3 separate regions of the Mus musculus genome follow, and regions 2 and 3 are each linked to region 1. The links are chromatin contacts, called in public HiCAR-type and promoter capture Hi-C maps. All regions are on one chromosome and are shown on one strand. Each heading gives the region's core, a stretch centred on a gene start, on an enhancer-like site or on the middle of the called end of the contact. The rest is flanking DNA. Distances are from core to core; before and after follow the strand shown.

The links. HiCAR-type assays count read pairs that join an accessible place to other places. Capture Hi-C pulls out chosen DNA fragments and counts their contacts.
Region 2: a contact with region 1 is called in a HiCAR-type map of astrocytes, with 2.7 times the contacts expected there. The contact joins the promoter of St7l here to the promoter of Ahcyl1 in region 1. A contact is called at or near these places in 1 of 115 datasets of contacts at active chromatin or transcription factors (astrocytes) and 1 of 9 other capture datasets (liver).
Region 3: a promoter capture Hi-C map of liver shows a contact between it and region 1, with 2.0 times the contacts expected there. The contact joins the promoter of Ppm1j here to the promoter of Ahcyl1 in region 1. A contact is called at or near these places in 2 of 9 other capture datasets (adipose tissue and liver).

Annotation. Positions count from the first base shown.
Region 1 is chr3:107,695,002-107,697,960 of GRCm38.p6, reverse strand. It overlaps Ahcyl1 (S-adenosylhomocysteine hydrolase-like 1), which reads left to right and starts at 1,401. Exons shown (of 17, transcript NM_145542.4): 1 at 1,401-1,803. The coding sequence starts at 1,684. It overlaps Gm40121 (a long non-coding RNA gene), which reads right to left and starts at 1,736. Exons shown (of 3, transcript XR_003954675.1): 1 at 1,232-1,736.
Region 2 is chr3:104,862,874-104,865,892 of GRCm38.p6, reverse strand. St7l (suppression of tumorigenicity 7-like) reads right to left here and starts at 1,387. Exons shown (of 14, transcript NM_153091.3): 1 at 585-1,387. The coding sequence starts at 798. It overlaps Capza1 (capping protein (actin filament) muscle Z-line, alpha 1), which reads left to right and starts at 1,388. Exons shown (of 10, transcript NM_009797.3): 1 at 1,388-1,553. The coding sequence starts at 1,515.
Region 3 is chr3:104,779,400-104,782,427 of GRCm38.p6, reverse strand. Ppm1j (protein phosphatase 1J) reads right to left here and starts at 1,372. Exons shown (of 10, transcript NM_027982.2): 1 at 1,019-1,372. The coding sequence starts at 1,341. It also overlaps a transcript of Tafa3 not described here.

The DNA of each region.
Region 1 (2,959 bases), core at 152-2,651:
ATGAAAAAGGAGCCACAGGAAACAGCTAGATGCGGAGTATACTAGAGAGCTTTGAGGGAGATTGTGGTCATTGAGAAATCCCAATGGTGAGATAGATGGCTGAAATCTCTTTTTGGAACATTTCAGAAATGTAATTGTAGACTGTTTGCTATGTGATGTAACCTCTCCCCTTTGACCAACAAACCTTCATTAAAAGTTCTGCTACATGTTATAGCCTCATTTTTTGTGGTTTAGGAGTAAGAGTTGGAAAGAGAAAGGGGCTGATGTGACTACAAGAGCTAAAGAAACAGTTGTAAGACTGGAATAGTGAGTAATGTTTCAGATGAGGCAGCAAACTAGAGCCAGAGATGACCATGAAAACCTAAGTCCCCTCAGTAATTCACAGAAATCCTGGGGACAACATTGTACTTTCCACAGGACATAGGAATTGGAGCCAATGTCATTTGAATGACTCTCAAAGGATAAGATACCGCAGTTGACCCCAGCTTACGAATAGGCTTTCCCTTCCCAAATGGATGGGTTCTTGGAAAACATAAATATGCCACATGCACCTCTACCATCCCAGGGCCTTTATACGGGGGCTGTACACAGTAGAATCCAGAAACTGTGCGAGTCCAAACTGAACGTTCTGCACTACACTCACTGAGAGTGGAGCTGGCAGGGAGAGCCTACTGCCTAGAGAGCATGGAGCAGGAGAACCCATTTGGCTGGGACTTTTTCTCAATCTGCCCTGTTCTCTGCCCTCTGACCAACCCATCAACCTTATCTTAATGACCTCTTCACATCAGCACTGCAGCCTGAAGGTCTTGTAAACAGACAAGGCCCAGGAGGAGATGGTGATGGAGGTCATAAAGGGTTGTGTAGAAACCAGACTGCTCTCAGCTTGTTCTGCACCCCTGTGAAGTAAAAAAGCAAACACTGTCCCCTGGAAATGGACTTCTGGCCCAAAGGGCCCAGGGTGTGGGCCGGGAGTAGGCTGTCTCTAACACTGAATTTTCCCAAAAAGGGCCGGGTAAAATGTGTCCGGTGGGACTCTGGTTTATGCTCCCAAGCATCGCTCTTGATATGCCATCTTCCCGATCCCCGATGCTCTGCCACCTCCCCATGCTGAGGTTTCCTGGGGAGTTGGTAGTCCAAAGACCCTTAGTCTTGTGGCATCTTTATAGGAGTCACACTCGGCTCAATAGGGCTGATGGCACCACCTGGCGGCAGACAAGGTTCAACTACTCACCCTGGGACGTTCATCACCGAGGCGCAGGAAAGGAGGGGCGATTCCTGCGGCCCGGCCCAGCATGTTGACGTCACCAGAGCGCGCCATTTGTCCCCGCCTCTTTCCGCCCCCCTCTCCTTGGGGCTGCCAGTACTTGACGTGGCGTCTCCGCCCTCTACCCTTACTTTGCGTGCGTGCTTGCGTGTGGCGGAGGTGGCTGCGCGGGCAGGTCGGAGCTGCGTGCTGTTGCTTCTGGTTCTGTGGCCGCCGTCGCTGTCCGGCAGGCTCCGGTCTCGGAGCCGACGAGGCGCGCGCGCGCGGGTCCCAGCCCTTCGGAAGCCCAAGCAGCTCGGCGCGGGGCCTGGCGGGAAGGCGGGCGAGCGCGTGGCCGAGGGCGCCGCGCGGACGGGCGGGCGCCCGTGAGGGAAAGAGGCGGGGGCGGCGGGTTAGCCGCGGGCCGGGCCGGCCGGGGGATGTCGATGCCTGACGCGATGCCGCTGCCCGGTGTCGGGGAGGAGCTGAAACAGGCCAAGGAGATCGAGGACGCCGAGAAGTACTCCTTCATGGCCACGGTCACCAAGGCTCCCAAGAAGGTGCGGGGCTCTGGGTGGCGGCGAGGGCCCTCGAGGAAGGGGCGCGAGCAAGCCCCGGGCCCGGACTCGGGTAGTTCGGGACTTAGGGCTAGGGTTTGGGGTGCTCAGGACCATTGACACGATGTAGTGGGTGGCCGGTGAGCGGCGATGGGCCTAGCTGGAGCCAAAGAGGCCGCTCTGACCTCGCTTTTCTTTGTCCCTCGGCCGGAGTCCTCCTGGATCTTACTGAAGCCCGACAGGGCCAGGCCTTAAATTCGCGACTGACTTTTCCTGGATGGAGGGCCTTGAAGACGAGATTGGGAGGGGGTGAGCGACTCAGCTGACCCCTGTGACCTGTCCAGGGGATGAGGTTGTGCAGGAAATTTCCCCTCAGGTGAGTGGGGGAAATCAGGCAGCTCTTTTTCAAAGCATCTTCTTGGGGGAGAATTGGCCGTTCGACCAACAACTGCGTGATCGCTTAGAGGCAAGAGGAAAGAATCGTATGAACTGGTTTATGCAGCTGACGGTTCTAAAAGCAACAAGAGATGGAAAGGCAAAATGGTAATCGCCGTGCAGTCTTCCACCTGCTAGGAAGTATGTGAGAAAGGAAAATTTAGAGGTTGGTGACAGTAGACACTGTCATGGATGCAGGTTGATCGCAGTCATGTGAATAGATCACTTAGACATCCCTCCAGAAAGGAGCTTGGGTGGGTTGGGGAGGTGGGTGGGAAGAAATGATTGCTCATTCTTTACTGCACTTACAAGTTCAGCCTATTGTGCTGGGGGTTGAGCTCAAAGGACATCCTTCTATGGCTCTTGGAAAAGGTGATCTATGGAGGGCTGAGTCTAACTAGCTCTCTCAGTGGTAGGGTCGGGGTCTCCAGTGCTTTCTGTCGAACCTTTGCTGACCCTTCCTCTAACCTGGTACCCAATTAGCAGTGGAACAAGGAGGTGACCTTTCTGAAATAGTTTCCTCTTGTATAAAGTCTCTTCACAATCAATCCTGCCTACAGTATTTGTAGGGTTCAAGGATGATATAGATTCAGCTGAGCAAGGTTTGCAGAGCAGTTAATCCCCAAGGCTCCTGTACTGGAACTAGTTAAGCTGCTCTCAGTGCCTGAGAGGGCTTTATTTATTTTCCTCCAGGAAACTAATTGACTGGTCTTGGGGAAAAAAA
Region 2 (3,019 bases), core at 138-2,637, 2.8 Mb after region 1:
AAATATTAAACAAACCCACCGTTGTCTGCACTTCTCTCTCCTCTCCCTTTCCTAGACTATCTTATTACTCACAATAAAAATATTACGAAAAACGTCTCTTAACCGAACTGTCTTACAATAAAAGTATGGTCCACTAAAATCATAGCATTTTCTATCGTGTATGACAGATGTGCTTATCTTGCTTTTCTGGGTGTGAGTTCTTTTAAGTTAGGCAGCTGGGAAACTCTGAGGTACGACTTTTCAAGGGGCCCTGCAAACGATAGGAATGTCTATAAACTGTGTGTACACATCTGGGAATGCTCTCTTCTGTCCTACTACCTGGAGCTTGCAGCGTGTCAGGTAGCTTTTCCTGTGGTAGCGTAGACAGAATAGAGAGGGCGAACCTTCAGCGATCTAGGGAGGGGCCGGGAAACTGCAGCACGGTTCTAACAATCAGCTGCCGGGTGGAGGTGGCCCAAGCGACAAAAATAAACCCACTGGAGCATGCAACACCAATTTCCTTCTGCAAAGCCCTCCATGTCTCCCCGAGAATCTCTGATCTTTGGCACTTGTCCCCGACTGTCCGGGAGGTTTGGGCCTCTCACCCGCTGTCACGTTGTCACACAGCCTCAGCGGGACCCTCAGAGCGTAAAGCAGCCCCAGCCCCGCCAGGAACCACAGCGTGGACCCAGAGTTCGCCAACCCGGCCTTCAGCCGCTCTTTCCAGCCCAGCGGCGGGCCCAGGCCCAAGCCAGGAACAGGTGCATGGGGACACCCCACGGCCCGCGCGGCTTCCGCGAAGTAGTCTCCGTCCGCCATCTTGCGGCTCCGGCAGGCGCCGGGACCTGGGAGGGGAGAAGGGCCGGAAACCCGGAGTCGGGAATCCTGGGATAGTGGCGGACTTGAAGCTGGCCTCTGTCTAGGCTGAGTCCTGGGGAACTGGCTGGAGATCTGGAAGGTGGCGGAGCGCGGTGGCCGACTGAGGGGCTACCTAGTCCTCTAGGAGGGCGGGGAAGCATCTGATGGTGGCGCTTATTCTTCTGGAAACGGACTCAGTGTGGCGCCGGAGGGAAGTGGTTTTTCTTCCATACGTGGTTGAGGGTAACCTGTCGCCCTGTGCCGGGGTCGGAAAAGTACTGATGTCTCAAAGAGCCGAGCAGCTCTTAGTGCCCTGGACTCGGCGGCCCAGGAGACCAACCGGATCAGAAAAACTTAGAGGTGTAGCAACTGCTCCATGACCAGAGGGAGCCCAGACGCCACGCAAGAGTCGAGGCCCGCCACCAAGCACTCCAGGACGAATGGGAAAGTGACCGGAACTCAGGGAGAAAGATGTTAAGGCTGCAAAGCCCCGAGGGGCAAGCCGACTTCCTAGAGCGCCGACTCCAGGCTGTCACACCCGCGCGGAACTGACATGGCGCCCTCTTGGCCTGAGCTTCCGGGCGGCTCCTTCCGACGGCCCCTCGGTGATTCCGCCACTCAGCTTCCTTCCCGGCCTGCCTCGCGCCGGCCCGCCGGGCTGGGCCAGAGCAGCCAAGATGGCCGACTTTGAGGATCGGGTGTCGGATGAAGAGAAGGTAAGGGGTCCGCCTCTCTCTTTTACTTCCTTCCTCGACGGGGCCCAGGGGTCCGAGCCGGCAGCAGTGAGAAACCTGGCGGTGCCCCCAGGAAGAAGAAGGTTGTTTCCCGGTGCTGGCATAGTCCCTCTGGCCCCGGGACGCTTCCTTCCTTAAAGGAGCTTTCGTCTGCCTCACGGTGGCCCCAGTCCCCCAGTCCTCAACTCTTTTCATCCTGGACAGAGCACAACCTTCTTTCAAGAGGAGACACTTTGCCTGATTGACTTTTAACTCTAGACTCTTTTCTGTAATTATAAGAGAGGAGGTGAAGGTGATGTCGGGACGTGTCAGGCAGCAGTTATTTTACCGCTTTTGGCAGTTGGGGCTCACCCCATCCCCCCATTTATAGGTATGATTGGGGTTAGTTTAGAACGAGTCACTTCCTGATCAGAGTGGCCTCCTTAACTTCCCTTTTGCTCCTCCTTCCTCAGGAAGTGATTTTGCTGTCAGGACTCCTTGTCAGGGAGGGAGAGGTCCTCTGGTGGTGTCTGTCCACCGAAATACACACCCTCTCTCATCTTTTCTCTACTACTGACGATTAAACTAATTGGATAAAAATAAATCAGTAAACCTCAAGGGATTTGCTTAAGAATTTGACCAGCACCTTTATTCCTGCCTATGCTCTCTTGTGTGAACGTTTAGCCCCAAGGTGACTCCGTCCCTTCTGTCTTAATCTTAACTATAATTTTTTTCAAAGTCTTTTGTTTTGTTTTGTTTTTTTAACTTCCTGTTAAGCAGTGAGAAATAGCCAGACGACTTTTTTTTCAACTCCAGAAAGGTTAAATGGGTCGTAAATAAACCTCACATTTAACACATTCGGTTTGGATGAAACACCCAACCTTTTTTGATGACCTACTATGGTGCTTTATAGCTGGGTATGTCAAGAGTGTCGTTTGTGTACATAGATCTTTAAAAGTGTTTTAAATACCAGGGTGTATTCCAAATTTGATAGTATAACTTTTTCTGACAACGTACATTTGCTAAACTGTCCAAAAAGGAAAGTACTTAGTTCTTCCATAAACACAGACTCTTAGGGCTGCTACAAGTTAGAATGGTCTCATTAGCTAACTTAGGGACAAGAATATGTCTTTTGTTTCCTGCAGTGACTGTTACAAAGTATGTGCTCTCCAATGTTCTATAAAATCTGCCTGGGTTCTTCGAAAAAGAAATTGGAGATTGTTGACAGGGGAACAGACTATTTTTAATCACTTCTTCAAAAAGAATAATTTAACATACACCTGTGTATGAATGAGCCACTGTCTTTAAATGCTGAAAAGGGTGCTTACCACCTTTATAAACCACTTACCAGGATCCAGGGTGGCAGTTTGTTAGTAGAGTCTTAGCATGTGCAACATCCTGTGTTTGAACTTAAGCATTAGTAGGACAAAAACTAAAAAGCCACCAAATAACACTTTAGTGTTGATTCT
Region 3 (3,028 bases), core at 123-2,622, 2.9 Mb after region 1:
AGTACTGTCTGGCGGCAGAACGTACAGCCTCATAGAAAGGCCCGCAACAGTAACTGCCTGCCTCAGTTCCTCCATCCTTGGCTAAGGAGACTTTCCGGAAGGTGGTGCTGGGGGTGGGGGTGGGAGTGGCCAAACAGGAACAGTAAATTTTACTCCCCTGCTGGTCAAAATACTACACCCCACCTCCAGTCTCAACCAGCTCAGACAGTGATTCATGGCACCTTCACCTTCATGCACACATTAACCCTCATCCTAAAACGACCCAGTGAAAGTTCCGGTTTTTCTTAAGAGTGGGTAAGCGCTCCGGCCCAAATAGGGTATGTAGACCCACCTGGACTGGGCAGGAATCTCTTAGCTACAAACCCCTTCCAACGGAGAAGCTAATGAGGAGGTGCGGGGCTACCCACCACCTCCTTCCACGACCTCAGTGCCCCCATTCCCCTGGTGGCTTGGCTTGGCTTTCCCCGAAGATGATTTTAAAATATACAGGTTCTGAGAGTACGCTGATCTCTACCGGCACCTATCTGTCTACACACCCATAACCAAAGGGAACCGTCGTGCTCTGCGGGCGGACCCCTCCCCCGCCCGGGAAGCCAGAGGCCTTCTGGTGTCGCGGGCTATTTCTGGGTGTGGAGGGGGAGGGGACCGGTAAGAAGGACAGGGAACTGGGGAGCTGGGGCCAGGAAGCGGATGAGCGAGTCTTTCCACCCGCGATCTCCCTGGCAAAAGGAACTAGTCCTTCTCAAACCTCCCCTCCCCTAGCCTGTGAACCGCGGGCCGCGACTTGGAACCCGCCAACTCATCCTCGGCGGTGCTCCCTGCGCCCTCCCTGGGTGGGGACTGTCCTGAGTCGACGAGGGGCAGGGTGAACAAGGTCCTGAAGAAGGTCGTGGAATTTGCACCCCGTCCGGGGGATGTCTGGGAGGGGTGCAGGTTCCTGGGATGGTTCCTGAAGCCGGGATGCGTCTCCCGGGAGAATGGGAGTCCCATCCTCGTCTGGGAGCCCCGGGGCGCTCACTCGGCATAGCCTGTGCTCCAGGGCAGGCGGCGGCCGGTGTCTGGGGGGCTTTGCACAGCCCGGCCTGCGTGGTCGTCGGCGCGCCGCAGCCCTCCGGGGCTCAGCTGCAGAAAGGTGGGTCGAGAGAAGCTCACAGTAGTCTCCGCGGTCTTCTGGGGCGCGCCGACCTGGTTCCCAGGCTTCTCCCGGGAACTCTTAGGTGTTTCTTGGGCGGCGGGAGGCGCTGAGGTAGCGTTGGGCAGATCTGGGGACTTGGAGCGCTGGGAAGAAGTGCCACCCGAGCTCACCAGGTGCGCCACGGCTGAGCGCACCCGGTTTAGCATGCTGCCTCCGTGCCCCGCCCTCGACCGTGGGCCCGCCCCCTGAGAGGCCCCGCCCCTAGGGTTCCAGGTGGGCGGTGCCCACTCCTGGTCCTTAACAAACTTCCCCAGGCTCCAGGCTACCCGGGAACTGCTCCACCCGCTCCTCGCCTCCGCATCCCTGCTTTGTCCCGCCTGAGTGTCAAAGGGGAAGGGTCTATTGTGGGAAAGAAGCGGAACGAAGGAAATATTTCAACCATGCTGTAGGTTAGACATCCGCTAGATTTAATCCGCTAGAATTTGCCCATTATGACGAGGGTGGGCGAGGCAGCCTCCTCGCGCTCGGTTGGGGGTGGGCCAGCCAGAATGGAGAATTATAGAGCTGATGACTTCAGAGCGAAACATCCTCTTGGGTGTGAAGGGTTTGGTGTGACAACACTTTGGGTTAGGGCTGCAGAGTCGAGAGCAGAGAGAACTGGTGCTAGTCGCGGTGCTAACCAGGCCAGGCAGCCTGAAGGCACTATTCTTCCTAAAGGTCACCTCCACGTTCGAAAGAACAATTGTCACTTCCATCCCACTTTCTCAGAACCGTACCTCCATATTTAGACGTCTGCTGGCCAGTTAGTAAGGTTAACGACATAGTAAATAAATATGATTATTGAGGGCTTGCTCCACACTGGGCCCTCTATAAGGCACGGTCTAGTTGTTAGATCACTATACAAAACGATGCAAGGTAAGCTACACCCATTTTACAGATGAAGTAGGAGTAGACAGTCTCCTGTTCTTTTATAGACTTGCCTAAGATTCACGCAGTCACTTAGAGATTCATACCCATGTCAGAACCTGCTACAGATACTGGCTTCTCTGGACTAGGAAAAAGGCCCAGAGGGGAGCGGGACTCCTAAATTTCCACCCTGAGGTTGCAAGCAGAAAAGCAATGCTGAGCAAGTTCTCTGGCTACCGCCAGGGGGAGACAAAGGCCAGGCCAAAAGCGTGTGTGGGTCGCAGGAAAGCCCACTACGATTCACACAGAGGGGCTGTTTTTCTCTGTCTTCTCTCTAGGGAAGGATTACTGACCCGATTCAGAAAGAATTCTGTCCTTATACTTGGGCTTAGAGAGTTGATCACTATCCACTCCTTCATCTATCCCCAACACACAGTTTAGCAGAAGTCAAGGCCCTTCCTTGAGGGAACCACGACTCCCTGTTCTTAGCTGAGACTCCACCTCAAGGCACCCAGCTATGTGCATCCTGTTCATATCCTGGGCTAACCTGTGCCGCCTTTCTCGACCACTTCTAAATAAAAATTACACAGTGGTCATTCAAAGTACAAACTTGCTGTAATTAGGTCTGTGTTTGGGGGTAGGGGAAGGGCAGGGCAGAGAAAAATGAAATCACCAGGGTAGAGGTGGGGAGGACTGATAAAATCAGACTCAAAGGCAGCCAGGGGCAAAGAACATGCATACTGCCACTATGAGTGTTTTCTTCCTGAGAAAAACTGAAGCCAACTGTCTGATAATGTCAGTGGGAAGCCAAAGACTGGAGAGAGAGAAAAAAAAAAGCTTTAGTTTTATTATTCAGTGTTTCTGGGTCAGTTTATCTATCACCTTTCGGCATCACCCAGCTTCTGGGCTCTTCACAGCATCCACAGTGTGACTGCAAAGATGGGCCACGCCACAGAACTGGGGTCTATTGACCCCTGGACTCCAGTA